Regions from separate parts of the Lactuca sativa genome. Here region 1 is linked to region 2. The links are chromatin contacts, called in public Hi-C maps. All regions are on one chromosome and are shown on one strand. Each heading gives the region's core, a stretch centred on a gene start, on an enhancer-like site or on the middle of the called end of the contact. The rest is flanking DNA. Distances are from core to core; before and after follow the strand shown.

Evidence for each region. A called contact is a pair of places that touch in the nucleus more often than the background predicts.
Region 1: a contact with region 2 is called in a Hi-C map of leaf, with 4 times the contacts expected there. The contact joins the promoter of LOC111900919 here to the promoter of LOC111900780 in region 2. A contact is called at or near these places in 2 of 4 Hi-C or Micro-C datasets (both in leaf).

What each region holds. Positions count from the first base shown.
Region 1 is chr4:50,288,276-50,293,307 of Lsat_Salinas_v11, forward strand. It overlaps LOC111900919, which reads left to right and starts at 1,771. Exons shown (of 11, transcript XM_023896823.3): 1 at 1,771-1,928; 2 at 2,005-2,386; 3 at 2,624-2,801; 4 at 2,877-2,926; 5 at 3,025-3,117; 6 at 3,218-3,306; 7 at 3,392-3,470; 8 at 3,559-3,641; 9 at 3,715-3,793; 10 at 3,891-4,897; 11 at 4,981-5,032. The coding sequence starts at 1,897. LOC111900863 (a long non-coding RNA gene) reads right to left here and starts at 49. Exons shown (of 4, transcript XR_002853318.3): 1 at 1-49.
Region 2 is chr4:50,116,826-50,121,706 of Lsat_Salinas_v11, forward strand. It overlaps LOC111900780 (protein OBERON 4), which reads right to left and starts at 2,262. Exons shown (of 2, transcript XM_023896692.3): 1 at 1-2,262. The coding sequence starts at 1,588.

The sequences.
Region 1 (5,032 bases), core at 521-3,020, 170 kb after region 2:
ATGGGAGATACGACGATAGTTTGTTTGGAGATGACTGGTTTGTACCTTTGTGTTATTGACTCTCTATATATAAGGAGGGCATACCAAAATCACAATATTTAACTCGATCAAGGATTAAAGGGCTGGGTTAAAGCCTGATTTGAAGGTATTAGGCAAAAAACTTGGGAGATTGTTGGGATAAGGTGATATTCGGTCAAAACATTGCATAAAGTGATTGTATGTATTGCAGTTTAGTTTGTACCTCTTAAAACTCAACAAAATCTTATAAATGTTTTTTAAGGTATATATATATATATATATATATATATATATATATATATATATATATATATATCAATTTTTATGTTTTTTATTTGCGATTTTCACATTTAACGTACGTTTTTACAAAAATATTGTTTTAAAAATAAAATTTTAAAAAGATTGTAAATAAAGCTTTAAAATCTTTTACGGAATTATAAAAAAAGATTAATATGGTTGTAAAATAGTTAAAAAAAAAGTTCATTAATAGGTTAAAGTTTTTTATAAAAGCTTGTGTAATAGTGTTAAAAACTTAAAAAGGTTGCATAAATGTGTAAAAAGTCGTAATACAAGTTAAAGAAAGCTATAATATAATAAAGTAAAAAAAATGGCGAAAGATTTTTTTTTAAAAAAAAGCCAAGATAAATTTAGAAAAAACATTAATTTTGAAACAAATTTGTAAAACAAAAAAATTGAGAACAAATTTATAATAAAGTTTAAAATTTAGACCAAAATCATAATAAAAATTTAAACTTGGGTTAAAAGGCCAAAATTAAAATTTGATATGCTATACCTCGCATAACAAGAAAAATATCAAGAAAATATAAACGGGTGTTTGAGATTATTTTTTAAACTCAAAAAAATCTTTTTGACTTTAACCGTTGAAGAGACAAAAATCAAAAATTGTTTTTAAAAAGTATTTGAATTGTATTTTTTGATTTTTAAGTGTAATTTAGCTTTTAAAATATTAACAGTCAAAATAATCATATTTTCCTGACTTTTTGAAACTTATGTTTTTTTTTTCTCTACAAAAAGTTTTTTTGAAAAGAATTTTTGTATTTTCCAAATATGTTTTGGTATTTTTTAATTTTTTGAAAAAATTAAAAGCCAAAATATCATTTCAAAAGTCTCAACACCATCTAAATATAATAGACTAGGTGAGAGCCCCGTATATTATACGGGTTGATTTAAAAAAAGATTAAACATTAAAGTGTAACATAAAATATTTTTTAATATACAACTTTAAAATAAAAAAATAAAGAAATGTATTTATTATTACAATTTAATATCATATATATGATATTCAATACTTTACATATATAAGAAAATGAGTTTAATTTTAAAAATTGAAAAAACCTAAAATTGACAATTGGATATTATTTACTTCAAAAATACCATAAAATGACAAGTATCAAAACTCATAAGAGATTGACATGTGACAAAAAAAACTTTCATTTATTAAGAAGGATATTTTATATAAGAAATTAAATTTATTGACAACTTAAATATAATCAAGATAGTTCGTCTCCTAAAAAGATTCTTAAGTTCTTAACTAACCCTACAAGTAAGTATAAACTATCACTAAAAACTCATATTTGGTTGCTTTAGTAATTACATTGTAATCTAAGGGTGGAATTGTGGTCAAAGTAAACTACGAAGGTGATCTTACATAATTAACCCAAAGAACCAACGGCGTCGTATCAATCGTCTTCTTCTTTATCCTATTCATAAATTCACCCACTAATGGGAACTGTACATCGCCTTTTCTCCCCCAAATTTATTTTCAATTAATATTTTCTTTTTCTAAAAAATCAAAATCGCCCTAAACCTTTAAAACCTCAAAAAATTCTCACCAAAAAAACCCCAAATTCGTATATCATGGCCTTTCATGTCGCATGTCCAATTACATGGTACTACTCTCTATCTCTCTACCTCGTACCTCTCTTATTTTCTCACTCTAAATCCGTCTCTTTCTTTCGATTTCAGCCGACGAATCTGTAACTGTAAGCTGGGGTTTCCATCGGAGCTACGGAGCGAGAAGGGGCAGATTGAGTTCTTGGAGGCAGCGGCTAGGGTTGATGCGATTTTTAAGAATCCGTCATTGATTTATGGTAAACCAAAGTCGGTTCAGGTTCTTGTACCGAAGGTAGTTGTTGCATCTCCACCCCCTCCTCCTCTTCCTCCTCCGATCCAGGCGATTGTGACTCCTAATGCTTCTGCGATTGTGGATGGGGGTGGGGTTGGGGATGCGGCGGAGGAGTTGTTGTCCGCTCAGACTAAGCGTGCGGCGATGCAGAAGAAGGCTGCTGCTGCGTCTGTGGCGGCGGAAGATTTTGCTCGTAGATTTGAATCTGGGGATATGGCTGAGGTAAGTTCTCTTTTGAATTTGAGTTCTGGTGATCATTGTTGCAAAATGTGGTTGTATTGACTATTGAGCCAGACAAAAGGTTTCGTTTTCTGTAATTTGGTAATTGTATGGGTTTTCAAATAGAGTCATTTAATAATGAGATGCAGTGATTGATCTGCTAAGGCCATGAATCAAGCTGTGTTACATGTTTCTACACTGAATCAGCATTAATGGATGTTGTGCATATGTTTTATGCAGGGAGTCGCTAAAGATCTTGCTGCAGATGAACAAGGCCTCTCAAATGCCAAAGTTATGTGTCGCCTCTGTTTCTCAGGTGAAAACGAAGGAAGTGAGAGAGCTAGAAAGATGCTACCATGCAAAACTTGTAACAAGAAATATCACAGAAGCTGTGTGAAGTCTTGGGCTCAAAATAGAGGTACAATCTCCTGTTGCTACTTGCTAACATGTTTCATAATTCTTGAATCTTGATAACTTAGGGTTTTTATATCAGATCTGTTTCACTGGAGTTCTTGGGCTTGCCCTTCATGTCGTACATGTGAGGTATATATTTTCAGTCGATTCTAACTTTTTTCATTCATGCTATTGCTATATAAATCATATAATCATATAAATATACATTTTTTTTAATAAAAAACCAGGTATGCAGAAGGACTGGTGACCCAAACAAGCTTATGTTTTGCAAAAGGTGTGATGGTGCGCATCACTGTTATTGTCAACAACCTCCGCACAAGGTAAATTGTAATTTGTAAAAAGTAAAAAACTTTAATTTCCTACATTGAACATCATGTTAGATTCACCATAATGTTATTTATATATATTTAAATTGTGTAGAATGTTAGTAGTGGACCTTATTTGTGCCCTAAGCATACAAAGTGTCACAGCTGTGCATCCACAGTTCCAGGAAATGGTTTAAGTGTCAGGTATGCTTATTTTCACTTATTACATTTAAATTTTTTTAAAAAGTATTTTTTTAATAAAATTAACCTTATATCCAACAATTTGCAGGTGGTTTTTAGGGTATACATGTTGTGATGCTTGTGGGAGATTGTTTGTGAAAGGAAATTACTGCCCTGTTTGTTTAAAGGTATAATTTATATTCTATACTTTGAACATTTTACTTTATATAAAAAAAGTTTTTATATATATTTTTATAATAATAATAATAATTTCAGGTGTATAGAGACTCAGAATCAACACCCATGGTTTGTTGTGATATCTGTCAACGTTGGGTGCATTGTCACTGTGATGGAATTAGGTTTTCTTTTAACCCTTAATAAATGTCAATCTTCATTTTTTTTTTAAATAAAATTTGGAAAATATTAATGCAGTGATGAAAAATATTTGCAATTCCAAGTGGACAATAACCTGCAGTATAGATGTGCTACATGTCGTGGAGAATGTTATCAGGTATGAATAATTAATAAACAAACATGAGTTTTTACTTTTTACTACAAAATCTTGATAATTACGGAATTGCCCTTTTGTTTCTGTTTTATGTTTTCAGGTCAGGGATCTGGAAGATGCTGTTCAGGAACTGTGGAGGAGGAGAGACAAAGCTGACCGGGAGCTGACCGCAAGTCTTCGGGCAGCTGCAGGGCTGCCCACTCAAGAAGAAATATTTTCAATTCAACCTTATTCAGATGATGAAGACAACAAACCTTCATCAAAGAATGAATTTGGGCGTTCATTAAAGTTTTCTCTCAAAGGGGTAGTTGATAAATCCCCTAAAAAAAATAAGGAATCTTTAAAAAAATCTGGAAACAAGAAATCTGTTAAGAAAAAGGGACTCCATGGACCTGTAATTGAAGGTCATAGTGATGCTCAATCTACTGGCTTCATCACAAGTGATAATAACAAAGATGATGAGTTTGATGGTGTATGTTCGATAAATCATACAGGGGTAAAATCGGAAAGAAATGTTAATAGAGTGGACACCATGAATGAAAATGGGAAGCTTTCTAATAACACTAAGGGACCAAAACTTGTTATACATTTGGGTTCAAGAAACAAAAGCATATCAAATTCTCCAAGATCTGATGCATCAAATTTACATAAAGATCAAGAGTTGTTAACTTCTAATGGCGTTTCAGATCATCATCATCATCATCATCATCATGATCAAACAAAAGGATTGAAATTGAGAGGAAAAGAAGGAAACACAATCAAGATCAGAAAGTTGAATCCAGAAGTTTCGGTAGGTGGTAAAAAGAATACAGAGAGGGGGAGGGCCCCACATACTTCTGAACTGAAGCCATTGTTGAGATTGAAGTTCAAGAATCCGTATTCTGAAAACCAGACTTCATGGGGTGCTTCTGGTGAAGATGATAAAAGCTGTGTAAAGGGTCAAAGATCTAAAAGGAAAAGGCCATCATCATATGGGAAAGAAGATGAAGATGAAGATGATATGATGATGGATGATGACATCATGGATGCAAATTGGATCATTCAGAAATTGGGAAAAGATGCAATTGGGAAGAAGGTTGAAGTTCATCAGCCATTGAATAACACATGGTAAGTAATAAATAAATACTATTGTGATTTGTAATTAAAACATTTAAATTCTGAAATTGTGATGATATATTTTTTTTTCTCAGGCATAAGGGTGTTGTGATTGAAGTGTTTGAAGGGACTTCTGTTGTGTCAGTT
Region 2 (4,881 bases), core at 1,012-3,511:
AGCTAGGGTTGTGGGTGTAGTGTTGAGAACCAGAAAAAGATCTTGATAACGTGAATCCATCAGAACTTGTTTGAAAAGAACTTGCATGTGATTGAATGCTCATTTCTTGACTTGGAGAATCTGGACCCTGAATCGGGTTTTGAGAACCAATGGGTAAAAGAACACTTGGTAATCGAAGAGAAAGTTCAAGTGGTTCTAATAAGAGTTTCTCATCTTTTGGTTTGCTCAATCCTTTTTGCTCGATACTTTCACTCTTTTTAACTGGATCTGTAAAGAACAAATCAAAACCACGTGTACTTGGTCCTTCTATGTCAATCTCCTTGTCATTCAATAAACCACTTGATCCATTTTGATTAACATCGGAGTCTGAAACAAGAACACTTTTTCCCTTATCTTTGAAATTATGGGTCAGTTCTTTTGTCACAAAAGAATGATTAACAAATCCAGATGAAACATTTTGTTCTTCATTTTCTGTTACCTGTCCTTGTGTATTTGTATCCATGCTCATATTCTCCCCCTTGACTTCAAGAATTGTATCATTTACCTGTTTAGGTTTTGTTTCCTCAGGTTTAACATCTTTAGCTTCCTCTTTGTGATCATTATAAGCTTGGCTTTGTTCTGCTGCATCCTTCTTTTGGCTATCTGACAAAAACAAAGCTTCAACTTCATTTTCACCTGTTCTCTGGGTTGAAGAATCTTCAGAAGTTGATGATTCATTAACTTTGTTCGTTACAGGTACTGGTACTTCGATATCAGTAACAATGCATGTTCGATCACGCTTGGGTTCTTCCACACATTTGTCATCAATGGGATTTTCATGTTTTAATGGCCCAGAAGGTGGATCTTCAGTGATGTTCTGGACAATAGGAGCAGGTTCAGGATCAGGTTCAAGCTCTCCTTCTTCTCTTTCACTATTGTTTCCACTTTCTTCTGGAAGACTTTCACTCTTCTTCACTTCAAGACTCTTTGAAGACTTTGACTGTTCACTTCCAGAGTCCTTTGACCATGGTGGTGACTTTGCATCTCTCCCTCCCTGAGGGGACCTTGCATTACCAACTTCTTCTGAAGCTGCTTTACTTCCTCTAGCAGAATCACTGCCGCTCTTTGTGCTTTCCTCCACATCTTTCCCTCCACCAAACCGCCTCCATGAAGAAACACTTCCCTCTCGCCTTGACCGATCTCTTTCTGATCTAAACCCTTTAGGGAAATCTCTCCTTGGCCCTGAAAAACTTTCAGATCTGTGTACCCGATCACCACCATATCCACCACGAGGAGATGAACTCAAGATTCCCCTCTCATTACTATCCCTATACCTGTCATAGCTCTTTCTCCTCTCGTAACTGTCAATATCATAATCTGACCTTTTCCGTGTCAGCTTTGGATTCTTAAGATCATCATCTACCCTTTCATAACGTGAAGAAGAAGAAGAGGATAAACCCCGTTTCCCACTTTCAGACTTGTAATGAAAACTTCTGTGAGATGAAGACTGGTGCAAATTTGAATCATCGTCCTTTCTTCCCCAATCCTTAAAAACACCCTTTTCTCCTCCATAAGAGTTAAGATCATCACTCGACTTCAATCTCTTCATATTTAATCAAAAATCACTACCACGGCAATAGATAAATCAAAAAGAGGACCATAAAACAACCCTCTCACCTTCAGCAATTACTAATCAGACATCATCATTCTTCACTTTGTTAGGGAAAAAAACATAAATTGTCAAGTGTGAACCGCTAAATCTGAAGAAAACATAGATAACATCAAAACGGCCCAGATATCTTCAAATACTTCCAAAGTACCAAACCGCTCTTTCGAAAACCCTAGATTTTAGCTGATAAAACCACGGCGGTTACAACAACAGCGTCGACATATAGATCTCAATCTATCATCTAAACAACTACACCGAACTGCATAAACAACAAATACAAATTTACAAGCAAAGATAAACGACCACGAGGATCCTAATTTACGATTTCTTCTTGTTCCCTTTCAAAACCCTAAGTTTAAAAAGATAGGTACAAGGAAATGGACAGTTGAACAGCATAGATTCAATAAAATTATAGAAGAGCAGCAGGTCGGATATATCACCGGAAATAACGTCGGCAAAGGTCGAAGGTGCGATTCCGGCAACACAAAATGGTTGAAATTTGTAGCTTTTTGACAAAGAGAGAGAGAAGTTATTATCTCAGTCAACGTAGCTTTAACTAATGGGGAAACAGAGATAAAGAGGAGAGAGACTTGGATACGCAAGGTGCGCAGAGCGCATAGTTGGACCTTTGGAAAAGAGTGGGTATATAGTGCGCATACCCAGCGCATGTTAGTCGACAAATTAGTCAACGAGAAATTTGAAAGTTGAAAGTTGAAACGACAAGGGTCACAGATTTCCACGTCAGCATTGATTTCCAATCACTTCAAGTAACGACGAAAATAATTATAAAAAAATCTGAATTACGGAATTCCCCAAAGTCTTCCACGTTTCAACGTCTCCGCATTATTTTTCTTTCCGCTTGTCAATTATTTTTATTTTATTTATTTGGAAAAATAATTTGCACGGTAATTATTTTATTAATTTTGTTAGGGCGAGCATGTTAACTGAAAAATTGTATTATAACCAAATCAATCAATATAACTGAACCATTACTAAAATAATATGATGCGGTTTTTAATTCTAATTAACCAAATACATATGGGTCGGTTATGGTTTTCATCTAAAACTGAATCACCATTAACCGAACCGAACCAATAATATTAATAAATATTTTTAATATAATACAATATCAAATACTCCCTCCACATCTTATATTTATTGTACAGTATTCATTTTCGAAGTCTTTATTCTTCAACTTTGACCATAAATATTTTTGTTTTTTATATATAATGTTTAATGCAAAATATATGAATGAATTGTGTTTTAAATGTCTTTTCATTGTTATAAGTTTTTTCAAGTAATTTATAACACAAATAAAAATATTTAAGGTCGAAATTGATGAATAAATATTTTAACAATAAAAAATAAACAATAAATATAGGATGTATGAAGTATATTGTATGTAATTATATTAAGAATTGAAAATTTAAAGGGAAATTATTTGAAATTCTCTCTCTCTCTCTCTCTCTCTCTCTCTCTCTATATATATATATATATATATATATATATATATATATATATATATATATATATATATATATTATATATATATCAGTATTGCAGAAATCGGCCTAATCGGCGATTAATCGCTAATCTGACCTCAACCGATGAGATTTATTGTTAATCGGTCACTATAATCGGGTTTGGTCAATACAGATCAAAGTTGGAATTAATCGGACCTAATCGGGTTTGGTCAACGCAGGTCAAAGTCGGACCTAATCGGACCTAATCGTCGATTAATCACTTTTTTTGTAGGATTAAAATTAGATTTACAAATTTTTGAATAATTTTCTTAATAATTAATGGTCCCCGATTAATCTCCCGATTAATCCCCGCCTAGCCGATTAATCCCTAATCGCTAGTCCACCGATTAACGGCCGATTAGCGATTTCTGCAACCATGATATATGTATGTATGTGTGTGTGTGTGTATATATATATATATATACACACACACACACATACAAACATACACAAACAATCATCCACTTTTTATAACAATCGACTTTATGTTTTTCAATTTTTATAGAAAATTATTTTTATTTTTATGTCATCTTATGCCATTATGGTTAACCAATATTAACCATTAACCATAACCATTAATCCACTAAAACCGTTATCCAATACCAATATTAACCGCTATCCAATGGTTATTGAAATACATTAACTAATGGTTATGGTTCGATTTTGACCAATAACTGAACCAAACCGCCCTATACACACCTTTAAATTTTGTTTTGCATTTTGGTTAAAAAGACATTATTTTTTATCATATAAACATTTATTTAGTTTTTTTAAAGTATTTTTATTAATTAAAATTGTGTTGTTTTCCAAAGACACTAGTTAAAAATAGTTATTATAGTTCATCTTTAATAAATATTTCAATAGAATGTCTAAGAGTTATCAATTTAGCCTTTCATTTTGTATATGATTATCTAACAAATTTATTAAAAATGTTCAAATATTATTATTATTATCTGTAATCTTAGATTATAGCTTATTTGGTGTATATATAACAATTTTTTTGTTTAAACACGGAAATCCATTCATTGTTCATTTAATTATCATCGTATAATGAGTGAGATGGCAAACGGGCAACAAGCTGCGCCGCTAAGCCTTTTTGTATGGTAAAACTAATTCTTTTAAAGACTACATCCGAAGATCTAAGGAATATAACATTACTATGCATGATCCGTTGTAGTCTATTAAGAAGTTATACCGCATCCGGCGCGAGGAAACCAAACGTATCAAATGCAAATGCTATGAACACGTGTTGATTTTCCATGCACGATTTCTCATGTTTGATGACTTTGTCTGCAGCAGCTTTTAAAGCAGTCTGTCCCGCCGTGAAACCCCTAGCCCTCAAGTCCACAAGAGGGGTTACCCATGTAAGGTCCACATATACGTGTTTCCCTCCGAACCATCCAAAAATCAAAATGGCAGCCGGTCTGAGGGTTGAACTTCCTTCTTTCGGGTCAGTCAAGAAATTAACAGGTGCCTCTTTCTTAGCGAAAACCCCGACACGCTTAAATGTGTCAAACAAAACATCCCTAACCATATCGTTCCTGTATTTGAAACCCCAGAGTTCCTTACAGTGAACTGCATGCTCTCCAAAAGAGTCCAAACATGCCTTGCGACACACCTGACATATCTCATCAGCTGGGAATATGGGAATCATGAGTCGATATTTGAGGATAGTATTATACTCCACGGGAGACATATGTTGGCCGAGCC